Regions from separate parts of the Sus scrofa genome. Here region 2 is linked to region 1. The links are chromatin contacts, called in public Hi-C maps. All regions are on one chromosome and are shown on one strand. The core of a region is the stretch at or near the end of the contact, and the rest is flanking DNA. Distances in the headings are between cores, read along the strand shown. Region 1 overlaps LOC102159588 (a long non-coding RNA gene). Region 2 has its middle 380 kb from the start of FOXO1.

Region 1 (6,075 bases), core at 3,404-5,903:
GCCTTAGGAGTTACTGAAACTTTCATAAGGAGTTTCCGTGGAAAAAAGAAACACAGTAAAACTTAAACCATGATTTGCAGAAAACAGAAAAGGCCTTCATACCTGGTTAGCTCAGGGGACAAGGGCATCAGTTACAACAGTTAAGGGAAAATCTAAGAAAGATGCCATTTTTGGTTAGAAAAACCAAATTAACACCCAACTTTTAGCATCCTAAGTACCAACTCATTGAGAAAAGTAAAAGGTCAGAGAGATGGAGGTCAGAGTGTCAGGTTGATCGATAAAGCCAGACTGGAGAAGTGGCTCAAACCAGTGCCAAGTGGGCTTTAGGCTGGAAATAGGCAGATCTTCCCACCTCTGAATAAGCCAGCTGGAATCGCCCAGGACCACAGACCCCAACGTTAGCTTTCAGACCAGCAGGCATGAGCAGTGCATGGCTCATGTGCAGGCAGACATACGTGACAAGCGTTGCTCTTCTCGAACTTGCCAGGTAAAGTCAGGTGCTCCTGCATTTGGTGAAGAGTGAAACAAAAGGACAGATGCTCTCACCTTACGGTTAAAGTAGGAAAGCAGAAGAAAGAAGGGCTGGAGCTCCCTAAGAATTGTCAGGTCCAAGTTCTATGCATTATTTTAAAAATTCAATGAGAAAATGCATTTATTGAGCCAAAAAAACTTTTGAGCACTCACTATAGACAAGCAGACCAGGCCCCTGACCTCCTGGAGGCAGGGAAGGCAGGTTTTAATCACATCACCAGAAAGAGACATTTAGAAACTTGGAAATGCAAGGAAAATGAAAATAAAGATAACTCACCCAGCATGGAGGTGGTCAGATGGATGGAAAAGTCTTCAAGGAGCAGAGATATTTGTGCTGAGATGTGAAGGCAACGATGGGAGAGCGACCTCCAGGCAGAAGAGTGAAGCCGCCAGGGCAGGAAGGAAAAGGGCATCATGGAGACACTTTGGGTGGCGTCCTCAATGGTGGGCATGAGCTTTCACTCAGCTCCTGAAACACCCCCTTCTCCAAAACCATGCGGGAAACCCACACAAAGGAAACAGGGCGACCCAACAAGACAGGCAGGCTAGCACCCAAGAAACAAGGTTTTAAACAGTTACAAACACAGGAGCCTTGATGAGGGAAGGGAAGAACGATGCTGTACGTGTACAATGAACGTGGGACCAAAGACAGTCTCGGGAGAAAGGGTCATGACACTCCGTCTGGGTCTGAACGAAAGAGAAGAAGGCTGTCTCCCAAAGGCGAAGAAAATATTCAGCACAGAGGAGCTTACGTAAAGCGTGTGCTGATTCCCCTTTCTGAAGGTGTCTCAGCTTTCCCCATAATTCTTTTTTTTTTTTTTCACATTCTCCAATACAGTCCTTCCTTGAAACTAACAACATGAATTTTTAATGGATTTGGCCACTGAACACAGAGAAGCCAACCGGTCCACGTAATGAATAATGCCACCTCCACACTCTCAGATGTACCCTTCTAGTAAGACTCAAGGTAAATTCTAATGCGCTGAAATAATAAAACGAAAAATGTAAAACACATGCCCCTCCCCCCCAAAGCTTCTTCCCACATTCTAAAGAGGAAACACACACAGAGACAGCATTCATCTATTAACAGAAGCTCACTTTACCAATTCTTCTTCTTCATGTTTTTGAATTCCAAGCACTACATTTGGGAGGACGGCGAGTGGGTTTAGGTGGAGAAGAGATAAGAATTAAGAGAGGACAAATCACTGTGTCTGACTAAGGCAATAAACCCTGTGTGTTGAAGCGCAGGCTCAAGAAAGATTCAGGCATTAGCAGAGAACTTCTTTACAAATCTAAGTAATTTTTCCTCACGTAATAAAACTTAAACATGGAAAATGGTTTAAAAAAAAAAAAAAAGTCAGGTCTAATGACTGAGTTAGTTGGACGAGAAGTAAAACTTCCTGCATGGAAAAACAAAGACTGACTCCAAAAGTTGACTTTTTGAAACTAAGCACCAGGCGGTATTCCCCCTAATCACACTGGGCCTCTGCCTGCTCTGGCCTCAAGGGCAGGGATGGCTCCTAGACCAGGACAGGTGGGGCTGGGGAGCAATCTAAAGACAGGAATGTACCCAGGGAGAGAACCATTCCTATCACCACTTGGATCTTCTCGAATGTTCGCAGGCACCTGGAGCATTTTCCTGGGGTGTCCTGGCAAGTCCAGTGGTGGGGCCACCAGCCTCCTCCTTGCTGCCTGTGAGAAAATGCATCCTTGGGCTGAAAGGTGGAGCAGCTGTAACACCCAGTGAACAACCAGATCAGCGCCACAAGGATCCATCGCCCTTTCTGCTCACGGAGGGCAGAGTGTCACTGCAGTGGGTGAAGGACGTCCAGCCAGGGCACGGCTCTAACCTCATACCAAGGTCCTCTAACTTCTGCTCAGCAGAAGCACCTGGAAAGCTCGTCAACACCCTGATTACTGGTCCTCACCCTCAGAGTTTCCGATTCAGTGGGCCAAAGGATCTGTCTCTCTAACAAGTTCCCAGGAATGCTGCTGCTGCTGGTCTGGGGACCCCAATTGGAGAAACTGGGACCCAGGGGATCCTTGATTCTCCTGAAATTCCATACACCATCTGTGCATAGGTGCCTGTGAGTTTTTGTCCTGAATGTGCTTCCTGGCTTCCATCAGAATCTGCACATGAACTAAACCACAAACAAAAGCCAATAACTTTTTTTTTTTTTTTTCTCTTTTAGGGTCGCACCCTTGGCATCTGGAAGTTCACAGGCTAGGGATCAAATCAGAGGTACAGCTGCTGGATCACACCACAGCCACAGAAACTCAGGATCCAAGCCCCACCTGCAACCTACACCACAGCTCACAGGAACGCCACAACCTTAACCCACTGAGTGAGGCCAAGGATCTAACCTGCATCTTCATGGATCCCAGTCAGGTTCGTTTACTGCTAAGTCGCAAAGGGAACTCCCCAAAGCCAATAACTTAGAGAACATTTACTAACACAAAATCCTGGGAGAGACGCTGACCCCAAAGAGAGAAGATGAAGCGATGGTCTGGAAAGTGTGAACTCATGAGGCAGAGCAAGGTCAGTTCCCCAATAAGCGCCCAGAGTTGCTGGGTGAAAGCGGGGTAACGGCTGATAGGCACAGTTGAAATAAAGAGATTTGGAGAGGAATTCGTATTCTCACCCTACAGGAATTTATTTTTAATTATAGATAATTATGCTGAATTACAACAAGATGATTTGAACCATTACGCTAATTCAGGAGTAATAAAGCATGAATTACTGATGCAATTTTTAAAAATGTAACCTATCAATCAACACTGGATCAGCAACAGACAAAGGCTCTGATGTGACATTCGTATCGTACAGGATTATAGTTAAAAATGGCCTTCCACTTACCCCTTAAGAGCCCCCAGCGAGCGATGAGGTGGGAACACCGGGACTCTGTGAAGAGCCCCGTGAAGATACCCGTGCAGGGGTACCCCTCCAGGCTACCCCTCCCCGCGGGCTGGCTCTCAGAATCCCTGGTTTTTAGACATAGTGGAACACAATACTTTGTGTCTGGTCAGACCTTGGTTCAAATCCCAGCTTTGACCTTGGCTAGCTATATAACCTTCAGAAAGTAACTTCCATTTCTCCAAGCCTCGGTTGCCTCATCTATAAAATGGGAACAAGAGCCTAACACACAAGGCTCTTCTGATGATTGCATGATAAGGTCCATAAAATTTCTGAGGCAGTGAAAATTCAACAGCTGGTCAGGGGGATAAGGTCCTGCCCTGGACTGAGGTCACTAATAGAATCACATGTGGCTCTTATGCTGAAAAACTAGCCCCTAGCCTTCCAGGGAGCTCCTCCAGACCCAGTTTTGTTCAGCAGGACAGAGCAGTCTGTCTAGTTTTCATGTAACATTTCATGAGGGTTAAGGCTCACAGTCAAAGGATGGTTCCTGAGCTGGCAGGTCAAGTAAGATCCATCAGTCGGTGCTCGGAGAAAGTGCTGGGCTTGCTGATGAAACATCTGCCCAATGTGTATTCTCTCTCCTGAACCTAAGAGGCCATAGTCTGAAGACAACAAAGACGGGGGAGGGTGGGGGAAGGAGATGATAAACGTCTCCCACACAGTGACTGCTAATTTCTATAGCAAGACTGGCGACCTTACTCAAAGTGAAAAGACTTCACGAAGAAGAGGGGGAAAACCCAGGATTAAGCATTATCTATGAGTCAGTTTTGCTTGCATATTATTACATAATGCCCTCTTTAGAGAGGAACAAAACAGAAAAATATTGCCCAAGTTCATAGAGCCAGTCATTGGTAGAGTCCGGATTAAAACTCAGATCTTTCTTACTCCAAAAATCACAAGCTTTCAGTTAAACCATACTATCTTTACCAAAATAACTGACTTGTATTTCATGGTGCTGCTATTTTAAGTAGAAGGGGGAGAAAAGATGGTGGGTGTGGAAGGAAGAAAACCCAGAATGTACCTATAAGAACTGCAAGTAAGTCAAGAAGAAAGAACCTATCCACACACAAGCTGAACAGAAATGAATGACCACACACACAAAAGCACTGGGCACAAAAATACATGATCCATCTCAGGCTATAAGACCTTTGTATCGCCTGGGAGCCAGAGTTAACCAGACGAAATGGCAAAGGCAATGAGGTCAATGGCCTGTGGAGGGCAGCAGAGAGTTGGGGTTTGATGAGCACCTTTGGCTCCCAAACTCGGGGTAGAGGTGGAAGTCAACAAAAAGCCTTGCCTCAGAGAGACTTTATCGATAACTGAGAATCAACTGGGCTCTGTGCAAAGAGGTCACCCTCGGTCAGGGTAGACCTGGAGACGGGTCTTTGCATTTGGGTCCAGACAGGCATTTGCATTAAGGCAGGGTGGCAAGAGGGCTCTAACAAGAGATCAAGCTGCCCAGCAGTGAGTTCAAAGACCATGGATTGTGAATGGAGTTAGAGCTGGGCACACGCTGGGGCTTGAACACACTCAGCTCTGATGGACAGGCGTGGCTTAGTGCCCTGTGTTCCCTCGGGGCAAGAAAATGGAGCTGGGTGGGCACAGTCCTACTAGGTTACTTGACTGACCCTCAGAAAGCATTTGAATTTGAGACACCTGGTTTTAAAGAGATGTTATCCCAAGAGATAACTTTGACAACAGTCATCACTGCAATTTTCAATGTCAAAGACATAAGCAGGATTCAGAGCCTACACCATTTCTTTTCCCCTCCACCACGTAAGGGCAGATTTCTCATACACATCACGGAATGGGCTAAAAGCGGAGACAATCTGACCACCACCGCACCCCCCCACCGCCAAAAAAAAAAAAAGAGTAAAGACAATATCCACATTCTCATTAACATCTTAAATTTAAGGAGAGCCTACATGGATCTGATCCCATAACCAGTCTAGTGAACGCAAGGATGCATGTGGTATGATCACTCCCCGCCGTAGTGTAATTGGGGAAATGGGATCCGTACTACGTAAGTAGGTCTGCAATGCCGCCTTGGCATCTGTTAAATGCCAAGTAAGAGTGTAAACAATAAGGGCTAGAGGTATTCTAAAGTTTATTGTGGGCTGAGATGGTTTAGGTTGACTTCACAAAGAAGTAGAATATTAACTGGGTCTTGGATAAAGGTTAGGCTTCAATAGTTAGAACAATAGAAAGGAGGGTATTCCAAGAAAGGGACACTGCATGAGCTCAAGAGAGGCAGCAGGAAGATGTGGGGCCAAGGTTAGGGACGACGAGATCAGCCTGGCTACAGTCCGGAATTCACGCGGAAAGAGGAGCATGCATGCATCCCGGGACTTTAAGAATAATCCCACTCTCAGGTTTGTAAGACCACACAGGTTACCATGGCCCCTAATCTTTAATTTGGGAAAATGAGATTATCATACATCACCACTCCCTAAACTCTGATACACTCTTGAAGCCAGGAAAGTTAAGACCTGTTGATAATTCTACCTTTGTGTCTCTACCATAGTATTTGGGACTTGGACGGCTCAATGAACCCAGGACCATTTGTTCTCTGTACTTTGAGGGTTGCATTCCCAATGAATATTTACTTATCAAAGACCATATTAGGG
Region 2 (5,845 bases), core at 2,475-4,974, 96 kb after region 1:
CTGTCATCGGCTCTTTTGTTTCAGCTGCAGGCCTTTCTTTTTCTTAGCTGCTCAGTCTGTGAGACCCTATGCCAGACATTCTAAATCAGAGCTAAAGGGATGGTCCCCTGGGATCTGCCGTTTAACATAGACCCTAAGTTATCCTGAAGCCCACGGAAGACTGAGGAAATGGCCCACATGCAGCAAGCAGAGGGCAGCAGGCCAGAGGCAGCATCTGAACCAGAAAGGCGAAGTTTCCTTTCCAACTTATATAAGCAGAAAGCAGTGATTCTCACACCTGCAGGCAAAGGGTGAAGCTACGTGACCTCAACAGATAGCCCCTGTGTGGAGACGTGACCACGTGGCTGGCAACAAGTCGGGCCCAGAGACATAGCACTTCTTTCTTCAAATGCTGTTGGTTCTAGCAAACCCACCAACCTCCCCGAGCGGTCCAGAGGCCTTGATTCCTTTCCGGCCTTTCTGGGAGGAAGAAGGACCCACTGACTCTGCCGCTCCTGTGAGACAGGCTCTGGACTGGGAAGCAGGCCCAAGAAGGGTGAGTTAGCATCACTTGAATTTAGTTGGACCTAAACTCCAGAGTCCCATAGGGTGGAATTTTTTTTTTTTCCCCAAAGAACACAAGAAGTTAAAATAAAAATTCATGGTTGAGAGCTGTGTTACAGGTGATGCTTCCATTAAAGCAAGGGGGACAGGTGCCTGTCATCCAGGGCCACGTTCCCGTAAAATGCATCATTAAAGCCAGCGAAGCCTCCTGCCCCCGCACAGATGAATCACCACAGCAACGGTGAGCAGAGACGCTCGGAGAATGGGCCGTGCAAACTGCCACGGCAGCTCATTAAGTTCTTAGTTGATTTTTATCTACGACATCTTGGCCCACAGCATTGCATCGATGAGAGCCACTGACTCTGCAGATCCACAGCAGGAGACAGACAGCATGGGCTTTTGTGTGGCGTGGGCTCTGGGGAGAGTTGGCATAAAGTGCCCACCCTGCTCCGATGGACAGCCAGACCAGCATCTGGATGACAGACCCTCACATCTGGGAGATGCCCTGGAAACCATGGCCCAAAAGCCTATGGAAAGCCTTTAACCTGAATGTGTACTCCGAGCACAGGTAGCCCTTTGCTCTACACTGCAAACAGGCTAACCAAAGCAGAGGGGCCAAGGCCCAGGGCGCTCTGTGCCCCGGCACGGCTGGAGCCCGGCTCAGGGCTGCCTGTCACAGGGACACGCCTGGTCTCAGGCACCGGCATCCTTCAGAGGGGGGTTGTTGCAGCCAGAAGGTCCCAGCTCTGCCTCCTCTCCCAGTGCTAGCCTGGCAGAAGGTGACAGGAGACACGTGTTGCCTGGAAGGATCCAGCAGACTCCAGGTCAGGAGAAGCAGTGAGAAGGGCAGTTTCTTCAATGGTCAGTTCTTCAAGACTTGACACCCAGGTGAAGGAGTTACCCTGGCTCTCCTCTTCTACACCGTCCTATCAGCTCTTTTTGTGAACAACTTACTGTCATTATCACCTTCCATAAAAGGCTAGAAGCAGGCATAGGAATCATTTTGAGCCACTGCCAACTAACCCTGAAAAAAGACGCGAATGGGGAAGATGCAAACGGCCAAGCAGGCTGTGGTTTTCACGAATCCACGCGTCCTCCAGCGGACGTGTTCGCGGACAAGGAACACATGCTGGACGGTACAAGATCCGCCTGTTACTGCCCTAAGTAGCTCCTTCAGAAACGTCACGGCATCACAGCCCGGCTTTTCCTCTGCTTTCCTTCCTGTGACCCCCTTTCGTGACCTGTGTGATGATGATCTAACTCTCAAGAAGCACTTCAGGCCATGAGACCAAGGACTCTGTCTCATTCTGTCACTGGCGTGTGTCTGGAGTAGTTACAAAGCAACAAATATGTGTTGAGTGACTGACTGGGTGAAGATAACAACCAATATCTAAGCCAATATAGGACCACAGTGCTTGCGTGTTGTAGCCTGTTTGGGTCTGGAGTTCAAACACACGACACCCAGTTACAATCATCCAGGAGAGGAAAGTTGGAAAGGGTTTCATCTGCTGTGTGCAGTTGCAGAAGGCGAGTTGGAGGGAAGAGAAGACACGGGTGAGCCGAGTGAAAGCTGAGAGCCAGGGCAGGGCTTGCCCTCTGGGATCGGGCTGGGCGTCCACCATCTACGTGGCGCCGCCATCTGCACACGGCTTTTCACCCTTTCAAACTGCTGTTGCCTATTTTATTTTGTTTCATCTTCACAATAATCCTAGAAAAAGAGCAGGCCATACCATTAACCCTTGACAGGGATATGCATTTGACAGGGAAGACAGCAGGCGGGGAAGCGCATGCCCTACCCCAGGACACCTTGAGGCCGGTGTCGACAAGGGCTTGGACTGAATATTCCTCAGGCGTCTCAAGTGCAAACTGTCCAACACTCAAGTCATCATTTTCCCCTCCTGAACTTCACAGACTCCTGGATCTCAAAACAAAGACGGAGAGAAATACTTTCAACAAATATTTGACAAGAGATTTATATCCAAAGCATCTAAAGAACGTCTGCAGCTCGATAATAAAAAGAAAACCAGCCACATAAAGTGGGGAAAAGAAGTTGAAAACACACTTCTCTAAAAGAAGATCTACAAATGGAATCGTTTCTCCCAACATGGACTCTGCCAATTGGTAGTTGCTGAAGGTGCCAGGCAAGAAATTTAAACTTTGTCCAAAAGCCACTGAATGATTTAAGCAGAGATTGATGTGCTCAGCCTTTAATTTTAGGAAGATCGCTTTGAATGTTAGTATATGTTCTGTTAAGAGAAAGAAAGTGAGAAAGAGAGGAAAAGAGAGAGGGAGGGAGAGAGAAAGAAAGACAGAGAGAGGAAGGGAGGGAGGGAGGGAGGAGGAAGGAAGAAGGGATCCCAAGGTCGAAGATGGTTGGGAAACCTAAATCGATCCTTCAGGGATCTTTGCCACGAAGTTTCTCACAATGACACCTTGTGGGTGGACTCTAAGAGAAGTAGAGGTAAGACGTGCAGTGGATCAAGGAACCGGCTGTTTCGAGAATTTTACAGAGGCACTTCCCAGAGAACATGCTAAAGACTTCCCAACACATCCCTGCGCTCCAAGTTCGAAAAGCCACCTGTGCTTTCAGGCAGGGAAGCATCGGCCATCCGAGCTTTCGCAAGAGGTACCCCCGCTGGATCCGGTGCCCTCCAGCTCCGCCCCTACCAATCAGCTACTCATGCCACTCCCGCCTCAGAACAGGTCAGACTCCCCAGACCTTGGGCTTCCCCTGGAAGCTCTCCAGGTCGGAGCTCCGCCCCCTCACCCTCCTCCTCACGCGCTTCCAGCCACGGCACCTGCCGGCCCGCATGGCAGTGCTGCTGTGTCTGCCCACCTCCTGGGCCACCTGAGGTCAGGGCTGTGCCATTCAATTCTGGGGTCCTGCTCACCTCTGTATCCCATACACTGCGTGCAGTTAAACCTATTCATTCTACTCATTTTTCAGCCCCAGCCAAAACCACCACCTCCTGGGAGTCTTCCTCGACCTCATTCCACAAAGTTGCCCTCTTTTGTCATAGGCTTTCCCACTTCCCTTTACTTTCCCTCACCACGCTGCTCATCTCTTTAATTACTTCACTGTCTGATTATCTGGCTGTGACGCTCGCCACAGGGTAGAGATCACGTCTGTCGAATTCCCGGTGTTAGAACGGGGACTGGCACAGAGCTGATGTTCCATAAATATTCGATGAGCACATGAATGGATGAGAAAGTGTCCCTAGACAGTAATCCCTGGCTGGGACAGAACAGGTGGAGGGACGTTTGGTCATTCAAAGGGCACATGTGCTGGTCGCATACCATTCGATAAAGGGTGACAAAACCAGCTCGGCCAAGACACGCGCATCTGGAGAGGAGGGGAGCAAGAGGCCGTGTGGTGACATAAAGAGCTTCTCTCCTTCCATCTCCTGCCCCTGATGCTGGTCCAGCACAAGCAGGTGGGGGAAAGAACACGATGCTCTGAGGTGGCCGGTAGGGAGCAAGGCTGACTCAGAGATCAAGTTCAGGCGGCATGTTTGTCCCTGGTTCCCCAGTGGTATTTAAGTATCATTATTAATTCATAACAGGAGTTCTCTTTTAAAATAATGTAGCCCTAAAAGTAATGTTTAAAATGTGCAAAATGGAATCTAGACATTATACACCAGGTTCTGTTTCTTCCCCTGAGCACCTCATCAATGCAAGTCAATTTGAAGCTGATTTTTTTTTAATACAAATTCATTGCCCACTTGCAAAACAGCCCATGGAAATAGAATAATTTGCAATTCCTTGCACTTTCTTAATAGCACTCTAAACTCCCTCCCTGTAGCTCCTTTTATCAGAGAATCTTTATCTTAAACCACTTTATATGCAGTCATTAATTTTCACAGCACTCTTGCTAAGAAGATTCTATTACTTCCATTAAACCATAGAGTAAACTGAGAAGTCAAATTAAGTGATTTGCCTGCTCAGGAAATTAGTGGCCTAACTAGGTTTAAACATAGCATCTCCGATTTCTAAGACCTCACACCCAATTGCCACGCTGAGTATTTCCTGGCTCTGCGCAGTAGGTAAGAGCCTGGGCTTCAAGTGGGTGAAACCTGGGCTCAAATCTTAGCTCCACAATTTCCTTGACAAGTTATTCAACCTTATTAAGTGCCTGTAAATTGGGGATAATAAAAACACCTGTTTCATAAAGTCGCTTTGAGGATTAACAAATGAAGAATTATTTTATGATTATGCACACCTGGAAGGGTATATCCCTTAGCCAGCCCCCTCCCATAATCTTTTCCTTATCACATCAGAAAATGAGCAAGCCAAACCTGCAGCTGTGCTATACAATCACACAGTTGCAGATAAAGTCTGCAATGGGGCTATTAGGATACCTGAGCACATTCCTGGAGACTTGCTACATCAATGATTCTCTGATTATTCATTCATGCATGCATGCATGTATCCATCTATCCACTCATCTATCCATCTGTCCGTCTGTCACCTCACCCAGGTATCTATCCATCCGTCCTTCCAACCACCCATCCGTCCTCTCATTCACTTATCTAACTACCCATCCATCCATCCACACATTCATCCTTTCATTCATTCACTCATCCATCCATCTGTCCACGCAACCATCCATCCCTTCACGTTTAGTGCACACAGAAGCGCCTACCATGTGTAAGGTCTGTGCTGCTGTGGAATATACTGAGATGACCAAGACATGGTCTCTGCCCTCGTAGCTACAAATCCAGACACTTACCAAAAAAAACCACAAAACACAAAAAACAAAACAAAACAAACAAACAAACCTATAAACTGAAATAGAATGTAAAAAACAGTGTCATAAGAGAAATGACTGAAGGTGAGTGAAGGGCATTGGCTACACAGAAAGAGTAGTGAATTACGAGCCAGGAGATCTTTTTTTAGTCCCAGATTTAGCGTAGATCTAACAGAAGCCTAGTCACCTCCCAGCGTTCTGTTTCCCCACACGTACAGTGAGGGGCAGAAGCAGGAGATTCCAAGGGCCCTTTCAGCTCTAACTGCAAAGCGTCCGCCTCTGGACAAGGCAAGGTAGCATTCAAACTGAGCGCTGAGTAACAGGTACGGCATTCCAGGAAGAGAGAATGACACAAGCAAGTTCACGAAGACAGAAAGATTCAGAATATTCATGGAATGACGAGTTGGTACATTTGATTACAGCAAATGGGGGGGGGGAATCATGTCTCAAGAGTTAGATCCAGACTGTACTGTGAAGGGGTTTATGTCCAGGCTAAGGAACAACACACACACAGAGCTGACAGGTGACAAGTGATAGGTTCATATTTAAAAAAAA

Evidence for each region. Hi-C and Micro-C count contacts between places; a contact is called where the count stands out from the background.
Region 2: a contact with region 1 is called in a Hi-C map of skeletal muscle, with 2.8 times the contacts expected there. The contact joins two enhancer-like sites. A contact is called at or near these places in 4 of 47 Hi-C or Micro-C datasets (liver, skeletal muscle and subcutaneous adipose tissue) and 2 of 2 datasets of contacts at active chromatin or transcription factors (alveolar macrophages and skeletal muscle).

What each region holds. Positions count from the first base shown.
Region 1 is chr11:14,932,553-14,938,627 of Sscrofa11.1, forward strand. All of the region lies in intron 2 of LOC102159588 (a long non-coding RNA gene), which reads right to left. Among named protein-coding and RNA genes, the nearest start is that of COG6, 360 kb to the left of the region's middle. Within about 2 kb of position 4,654, at least 11 of the 83 cell types and tissues checked have an H3K27ac peak or open chromatin away from gene starts, as enhancers often do. A contact at or near this core is called in skeletal muscle, where this site is marked.
Region 2 is chr11:15,029,142-15,034,986 of Sscrofa11.1, forward strand. No RefSeq gene overlaps it. Among named protein-coding and RNA genes, the nearest start is that of FOXO1, 380 kb to the right of the region's middle. Within about 2 kb of position 3,725, at least 2 of the 83 cell types and tissues checked have an H3K27ac peak or open chromatin away from gene starts, as enhancers often do. A contact at or near this core is called in skeletal muscle, where this site is marked.